Linked DNA regions of Salmo salar: region 2 is linked to region 1. The links are chromatin contacts, called in public Hi-C maps. All regions are on one chromosome and are shown on one strand. Each heading gives the region's core, a stretch centred on a gene start, on an enhancer-like site or on the middle of the called end of the contact. The rest is flanking DNA. Distances are from core to core; before and after follow the strand shown.

What was found. Hi-C and Micro-C count contacts between places; a contact is called where the count stands out from the background.
Region 2: a Hi-C map of muscle shows a contact between it and region 1, with 3 times the contacts expected there. The contact joins the promoter of LOC106580377 here to the enhancer-like site in region 1. A contact is called at or near these places in 2 of 3 Hi-C or Micro-C datasets (gill and muscle).

Annotation. Positions count from the first base shown.
Region 1 is chrssa20:26,388,362-26,392,734 of Ssal_v3.1, reverse strand. No RefSeq gene overlaps it. Among protein-coding and RNA genes, the nearest start is that of LOC106580377, 170 kb to the left of the region's middle. Within about 2 kb of position 1,829, at least 1 of the 13 cell types and tissues checked has an H3K27ac peak or open chromatin away from gene starts, as enhancers often do. A contact at or near this core is called in muscle, where this site is marked.
Region 2 is chrssa20:26,555,515-26,559,970 of Ssal_v3.1, reverse strand. LOC106580377 (transcriptional activator MN1) reads left to right here and starts at 2,185. Exons shown (of 2, transcript XM_014161368.2): 1 at 2,185-4,456. The coding sequence starts at 3,273.

The sequences.
Region 1 (4,373 bases), core at 580-3,079:
ATTGGCTATCAGTATTACAGAGGTAGGGGCCCTCTCTCCACCCAGTGCATCTCATTACCCCGCCTAATTATCCTGACCAATCCCTGTGGATGTGTATGTGTGTTTATGTCTGTTTATAGCACACACACACACACACACACACACACACACACACACACACACACACACACACACACACACACACACACACACACACACACACACACACACACACACACACACACACACACACACACACAAGTGATTCAAATAAGGGATCGATAGACAGCCTATGTGTCCCTGTCCCTGTGAATGGGAATATTTACGAGAGGCGCCAAAAATGGTATTAGAAATCAGTGGGGGTATCAGAGTGGGAGGAGGGAGGAGGGGGAGGGAAAGTGAGTGGATGTCTGAATGACCTTGTAGAGACACATCTGTCACAGAAGCCTCCTTACAGACCTGTGCTGCATGGCTAAAAGTGGGCCACTATGACACCAGAGGGACCCAGGAGAGACCAAGGCAGCAGCTCAAATACCAGAGGAACTCCCCGTCCTCCTTCTCTCTCTCTTTCATACACACAAACACATACAATCATTCCCTGAAGATATCATTTTGATCTGCCTGTGTTTGGGTAAGGTTTAGTAGTTTCCCCTCTCCTCCCTCTAGACATACAGATGTAGGATCTTAATTTGAGCCAGTTTGCTACAGCAGGAAAATAGACTGGATTATACTTAATGGACATTTTTGTAGGGGTTGATACATTTTTCATTATTGCAAATCAAGTCTGAAATTTCAAAATGGAAATGACAAATTTGGCCTTTTTAAAACTCAAATACACTTCAAGTTTGTAAAAGAGTGATTAAAATGAAGATCCTACATCTGTAGCGACGGACTATCCTCATGGCAATCACCCACTGATCAGATGGGATCACCGTCGTCATGGTGAGGGCTATCTCATTAAAGTTTCATCTCCAAACCTCCAACCTGTCAAAGATGATGTGATTGAGCCCCTCCCCTCCATCCCCCTCCTTCCTCTGCCCAATGAAAATGGTCTGATGATCACTGTCACATCGCTCATCCATTCTTTGCCCACTGTTCCAGAACACAGGTGTGAAGCATAAGACTGCATGCGGATGCTCCGAGGAGCTGAGGTTTTCCTCTGGTACAATCCTCTCTTCACGCTAACGTCATGCATTTTCCCCAATGGCTAGATCATTTAAAATCTCCACAACTGTCGCATTAGCAACAGCTAGGATGGAGCTGTGGAAGGTGTTGTCTTGATCATTGTCTGTGTTGTGTTGTTGAAATGAACACCAAGGAGAGAGCAAGTAGTATTTCATAGGATTCTGAAGTCAGGAACCAAAACCCAATAGGAGGAGGTGATTTCTTGGTCTCCTGTCTCATGATCTCATCCTTAGTCTGGAGGGTTACGGAGGGTTGTGGTCCAACACCAAACGTACACAGGTGAACACACACACACACACACACACACACACACACACACACACACACACACACACACACACACACACACACACACACACACACACACACACACACACACACACACACACACACACACACAAACAACTCACACATTGGTTGTAGAAGTAGAAATATGCATGTCTGTGTTTGTGTGGAGATAGAAAGCGCTAATTGTGAAGGATGTGGCGGGTTGAGATAAGGTTATCTACATGCATTTAAACGTCTGAGAGGGGAGGCCAGTGCTAGCAGTCAGAATTAGATTGATTAGTGGAGCCACTTTTGGGCACACACTGCTATTTAAAGATACCCTTTGGTGAGACCCCAGCCTCTCAGCCCTCTCCGCTGTTATAGCTCTGCCACCGCCGCTCTGCAGACGTGACAGCCGATAGTACCACAGGTTGTCACTCACAGGGTAACGGACTGGGCACTGCGTGGCTGTGATAGTACTGGAGATACCTTCTACTCACTAACCTTTTGGTATAACTTTGCAAAAATGTTACAATTAGGCTCTAAATACCTGTATATTTACAATGTGGATCCAAATATCTGTGTGTGTGGCAGAGTGTAGCCGGAAGGTTTTCAATTCTGTTGACCCCCACCACATATTCCACAACTCCCAGAGAGAAAAGTCTTACTGAGTCTGGCCCAAAATGACATCATTTATCTGTGGTATGTCAGTTTTCCGAAATCATTTAAAAAAACTTGTCAATCCCCAAAAATCCTCCTGTTAGGATCCTCCATTAGCCAAGCATTAGAAACAAATTAACTATTCTCAGTTGAATGGCCTCCCGGAGGAAGTATGGGAGAATCCGCTACTAGGCAGGAGTTAAGTGCCTATTGGGGAGCTTGAGATGGAATCCAGACTAATAAAGGGATACTCAACCATTGGAACGTCTGCTGAATGTCTGAGAAGGACACCTAATTAAGAGAACATAGTGTCATATTACGGCTAATCGATTAATAGGTTTTAGACCTCAAGTTACTGTCATTCCTGAATGGGACAAATTGTGTGTTTGTCTGTGTGAGTTTGTGTGTCTGTAGCCTATATTTGTACATGATATTGGGTAGTGACAGTGTGTAAACAGATGAGGGATAAATCATCTCTGCACTATGATCCTCATCGTGGCCAGTACTCTTGTACCCCAGGGCTTCCCTCTCCTCTGGATTTGGCTCCTTTCTGCAAAGAACACACTGCTTCCAAACTATTTGGAGCATCGTGTCTCAAACGAGCTCAGCCAATTCAAACCAGAGCTCTATGTCTCCTCTGCCTCCCAGCACGGCCATCCTTTCCAACTTTCGAGCAGTGAAAAGTGAGAGGGATGGCGAAACAGCGTCATGGACCGAACCGGGCGGAGACTCAAAATAAACTCACGCGGGCTTGGCTGAATGTGGACTCCATCTCTGTTTATTTTAACCAGAGTGTGCATGGGAGCCCAGTGATGAAATCAAAAAAGGGAGGAAAAAAGTAAACAGAGTTGAACAGGCCATTGTATTTGGTTGGGGTTGCCGTGGTAACACGGTGCATGGATATTGTAGGAGAGGAATGCAGCCCTTCTGCCTGTGGTTTGGAGGGGAGGCTAACACTTCTCTTTCTCAACAGCTGAACGGCGCTGCAACATCTGGGGAGAGGAGAGAAGAGATGGAGCTTTAATTAACCACACTCGGGATGAAAGGAATACTGATTGAATATCAGGGAAATTGTTGGAAAACAAGTACAATGTGTAATTGCCCAGGTCTGTTGAATATTGTGGTCCCAACTGTTTTTGTTGTTGTGTTGTTTTCACCAACAACCCAGAAGAGAGGGAGGAGAGAAAGAAGGACTTACTGAGGGAGCAGGAGACGAACATAAAGAATGAATATGGGAAGGGAAGGGACTAGGACATTTCTTTGGGTTTTACCATGGCTTTCTATTCCCTCCTGGTGTATGTCTATCAGATCCTACCAGGGACATGGGGTTGAGTGAGATTAAGCAGGCCACTGAGGTGCTGTTCACTGAATTAATACTGTAGCGTCCTTGTCATCTAGGGCAGTGGTTCCCAACCTTTTTTGGTTATTGTACCACCGACTGGATTTAGCTCTGCCCTGAAGTACCCCCCCATGTGCATTTTACTAGTAGGCCTATGGTCTCATGAGTCTTATCAAGTACCCCCTGTGGATGGGCCAAGTTCCCTCAGAGGTCCTAGTATCCCTGGTTGGGAACCACTGATCTAGGCCATGTCATTATTTCCCTCACTCTTCAATACAAGTGTATACTGTATATTACAGTCAAGCCCACTTGACTTCTAGAAGTGCCACTTACTTCCTGAATGTTTTAATACTATACTCAACGACAGTCTCACAACAATATTTTAAAAAAGAATTCGTAAAAATCCAAATAACTTCACAGATCTTCACTGTAAAAGGTTTAAACACTGTTTCCCATGCTTGTTCAATGAACCATAAACAAATAATGAACATGCACCTGTGGAACGGTCGTTAAGACACTAACACCTTACAGACGGTAGGCAATTAAGGTCACAGTTATGAAAACTTAGGACACTAAAGAGGCCTTTCTACTGACTCTGAAAAACACCAAAAGAAAGATGCCCAGGACCCCTGCTCATCTGCGTGAACGTGCCTTAGGCATGCTGTAAGGAGGCATGAGGACTGCAGACATGGCCAGGGCAAAAAATTGCAATGCCGGTACTGTGAGACGCTTAATTAAGAGAGAGCTACAGGGAGACAGGACAGACAGCTGATCGTCCTCACAGTGGCAGACCACTGTAGCAACACCTGCACAGGATCGGTACATCCGAACATCGCACCTGTGGGACAGGTACAGGATGGCAACAACAACTGCCTGAGTTACACCAGGAACGCACAATCCCTCCATCAGTGCTCAGACTGTCCGCAATAGGCTGAGAGAGACT
Region 2 (4,456 bases), core at 936-3,435, 170 kb before region 1:
CAGTAGTAGCCTAGAACATATAATCTCAGATTAAAAACAAATATGCAACACCATATATTTATTTCAGATGCGTTCTAGCTCCATATTAACTAAACATTAGAGGAATGGGGGGAGTATCACGGGGAGTAGTACAAAACGCTCAGGGTATGGTAGACATAGGCTAATAAAAACAGCCCTCAACGGAGCTGTCTTTCAAATTGTTGCATATTTCACAACAAACTACCTTAGTCATATTTGGTTTCATGTAGCCTATTCATTAATTTGTGAAAACATCGTCAAATGGAGAGTAGGAGTTGGCTGTCAGCTAAATTAATATTTCATCCCCTACAATTATTCTTAAATTGCAAAAGGAAAACACTAACATTGCTGAAATCTTTCAGTCCCACGGTGTGTCAGTTTAGATTCAACGCGTCCAAGAGCGCCAGTTCAGAACCCAAGCGCACCACAGGAAACAAAGCAGAATCTGGAATTGTTTCGTTTTTTTTCATGAACTATTTCCATTAATGTCTTCATTTTGTCGGACGAGTCCTTTTATGATCGACAAAGTGCATCCTGTGCAATCAATTGCAGATGCGCCTGTTTAAATTGATATTTAGAAAAAACATTAACTTGGGCAATTAGCTGGATGTCTTTTGAATTAGAGTTCATTTGAAAAAACGCAAAGGTAAATCATCTTGAAGACTTCTTTCAAACACATTATTATTAGAACTATATATAGGGTAGGCTACAAAAGTTGATGAGGACATTACATTTGAATTGCTGTAATATATCTAGCAACCAGTAAAATAACATTACATGTTCACTGTGGTTCATGGTCTATTTCCCGTGCATTACTTATTTGAACTGTGCATATTTCACAAGAGGTTACTTTGCTTTTTGTAAAAGTTGATACCGTACCATTTCAAGCCTGCAGATCCGTAAAGCCCAAACGTGAAAACACGTATATGTGAGATATTATAGAGTGCAAAATATTGTTATCGATTATGGTATCCTCCTAACACAATCCAGTAGATCCAATGCCATTGGTCTTTTAAGGGGGATTTTTTTCGTGGGGTAACAAACAAATGCTCTCTGTCAATTTCAATTTCAATTCAATTTCAATTCAATTTCAATTCTCTCTCTCTTTTTCTATGTCTCTCTCTAGCTCTCTCTCTTTCTCTCTCTCACGCACACACTAACTATTGACTAGCATATCACCTAAAATACATGAACATCCAATCGTCCATAGGGCCATATTAATTTCAATAGTTCTACAGCCCTGTTGTCGCGATGGGATGTGAAACCTCAATATATCACTATTGTCACTGGCGCTTGTATTTTGATCGGATACATCTTATCTCTCAGCAGCAGGCTTTAAATCAAAGAACACCCCCTCTTGTGCAACAATAGGCCAGTCCGTTTCAAAGACCTCAGAGGGCAATGTTGCAGGATTAGCCTAGAGGGCAATGTTTCAAGATTAGTCTATAGATAGGCCTATCACGCTTCTGAAAATAGCATGATGCATTTACATTTGATTGTTATTTTCAGAGTTTTTATAATAACATAAGTATTACAGGAGTCTACGTTTTAGAAAGGTTGACTTGGTCGTTTAATTTGCCTGCTGTCCCCTTCATTCCAATAAACATAAGATAAATGGCGATTTGAATGATTCATTTATAAAGTAAACAGATTTATGGTAATAGTCCAGTTAATCTGAATGGAAATGTTAATCTGTTTTGCGTTGACAATACAAACTCCGGGCCAGTGATTGTGCTCCAGCATTTGTTTAAGAAAAGCTATTGTGAGACCATTTCCCTTTGACTGAGTTTTAATGAATTTCCTACATCTCCATTTCTATCAACAATTAAGGAAATAACATAAGCTTAATTTATACTAACATATAGGAGTGTATTCATTCACAAATGTATGCGATCTAAAAACACACAATGAGATTGATCTCAAATTTTAAAAAGGAAAGTTTTTGCATAGGCTATATAGATCATACATTTAAAATACACTGCAGCAAGTAACACACCTGACATGGGCTAGAATACACTTTATTTGAGAACGGCGCTCTTTTAAGATACACGACGTTACTCTCTCGTTCTGTTTCTCATCCACATCTTGGACCACCTTAAAAGATGGTCCCTCCCTCGGCATTGGCGCTCCGCAGCCTCCGATTGGCGAGGACCTCATGGATGGAATTGGTTGCAGAAATGCAAAACTTGTTGCTGGCTCCCTGAATGCGTTGATCTCACACAGCGCCAAGCGCCAGACAAGAGTGTGATCTATCTCTGAATCGCTCCAAGCTGGAATAGACAACATCAGAATCGGGAGCAGAAGGAGTGCGTTATAGCCTACAGAGTGAGAGAGTGAGGGAAACAGCCGATAGAGGTTCCGCGCCTTCTGGGCGCTTGGAGGGCACATGACCAGGACCGGTTGGACTATGCTGTCAAGCCGCTCTGTGATGGTGGAGTGCGGGTAGTGAGTGCTGGAGGCTCCGGGACACGGTGGTGCAAAAGCGACTCTCCAGATAGCCATCATGACTGGGCTGGATTTTCCCTCCGGACTTGTAGAATTGCTTATAGTTCAGTAATAAGACATTTCGCACAGAACTGTGGGAAATGTTTTCTTTTGATTGCAAAACAACGACCAATTAGAATTGTGCAGGTTGCCGGTGGATTTCTATAGAATGGGATCTTGAAAGGACACTCCAAACTGTGCGTCCTGGGACATTTGACAACGAACTGGAATAATGAAGTGGACGAAGAAGATAGTTATGTGTTTATTTCAATTTTCATAAGCCTTGTGATCTCTATCATCATAAATCAAAGAAGGGTTTTTTGTCAAGTTTGTAAAGAAGAAATTTGCTTAGAAAACTTTGGAATATGATATTATATCAAAGTCACATTGCAAGCGAAAAATATTTTGTATCGTTTGTAAATTAAAGGAATAAACCAAACGCCTATAGAAATAGACGGAAACGAGCAAGGACAGACTGTATTTGCTTGCTTCGTTGTCCTCTCCGGTTTATTTTCGCCACAACACTTTAGGGACAGTTGGATATTGGAAAAAACTATGAGAACTTATTGGGTGAGTGAACCGATTTAAGATCCATTGGCTACGTTTTAAATCAGAACTTTTAAGATATCAAAATATCTGGCCTATTGAGGCATTCTCTTCTATTTTCGTTTTTGTCCTCTTTTTTGTGTGGAGATTCACGGAAAACAGACTAAAGCTAGACTGCCTATGCCAGGAGAGCTGGCTGTCATGCACGATTGATATCGGGAAGTATGTTTGGGCTGGAGCAGTTTGGTTCTCAGATTAATAGCATAAACCCTGGCCAGTCAGAGAGAAACATAAACCAGCCAAGACTGAACATGAGCTCCCATTACAAAAGCCCCGGCTTTCATACTGGAGGCCAGCCTGGAGCCGTGGAGCCGGGCATGGGCCCTTTGAACGAGCCTCCAATGCTCGGGCTCAATATGAACATGAATGGGGAGCAGTACGGCGGCTTTCACCCGCGGGGCCACTCGGACATGCATGCAGGCAGCGGAATCCAGCAGCAACAGCAGCAGCAAGGACCCATGCATGGATTTTTCAACAACCAGCAACCTCATCAAGGCCATCCCCACGGCCACCAGTCTCACCCTCACCAACACCACCCTCATTTCAATGGGAACTTTGGAGGGCCAGACCCAGCATCATCCTGTCTGCATGGTGGCAGATTGATGGGCTACAACAACAGTGGCATGGGGCCTCAGCAGGGCTTTGGAGAGGGGTTTGACCCCATCGCTGAGAGCCAAGCAGGGGACGGCTTCTCCCAGCAGCAGCAGCAGAGATCTGGTAACATGTCTGAGTTCCAGCACAACGGCCCCCCTAACGGCAACCATGCTGTCCCTGCCCCCTGTCTACCCCTGGACCAGTCACCTAACCGGGCAGCATCCTTCCATGGTCTGCCCTCCTCTTCCTCCTCAGAGACCCATGGTCTGGAGCCTCGACGGATGCCCAATCAGGGTGCTGTGGAGGGATTAGAGTATAATTTCCCCAGTGAACCCCCAACTGGACATTTTGAAGTACCTGTATTTTCCCCCTCAGAATCAGAGTCTCAGCTTCCCCACTTTGGGACAGGAAGGCCGGTGGCCGGTGGCAGTTTCCCTGGAAACCCTGCCATGGCTCGGACACCGGGTATGCAGGGCATCTCCAAAGGGCACCAGCAGCCACCCCCACAGCCCCAGCAGCCTCAGCCTCCCCCACAGCACGGAGTGTTTTTTGAGCGCTTTGGGAATGGCCGTAAGATTCCCGTGGGGATGGAGCTGGGGGTCAGTGCTAGACACCCTCTCATGCAGCAGCAGCAGCAGGCTGGTTTGATAGCGCGACAGAACTCATGCCCCCCTGGCCTCCCACGGCCCCCCCAGCCTGAGCCGGGCTCCATTAACCCCAACATGCTGGACGGTGGCGTCATGATGCCTGTCCA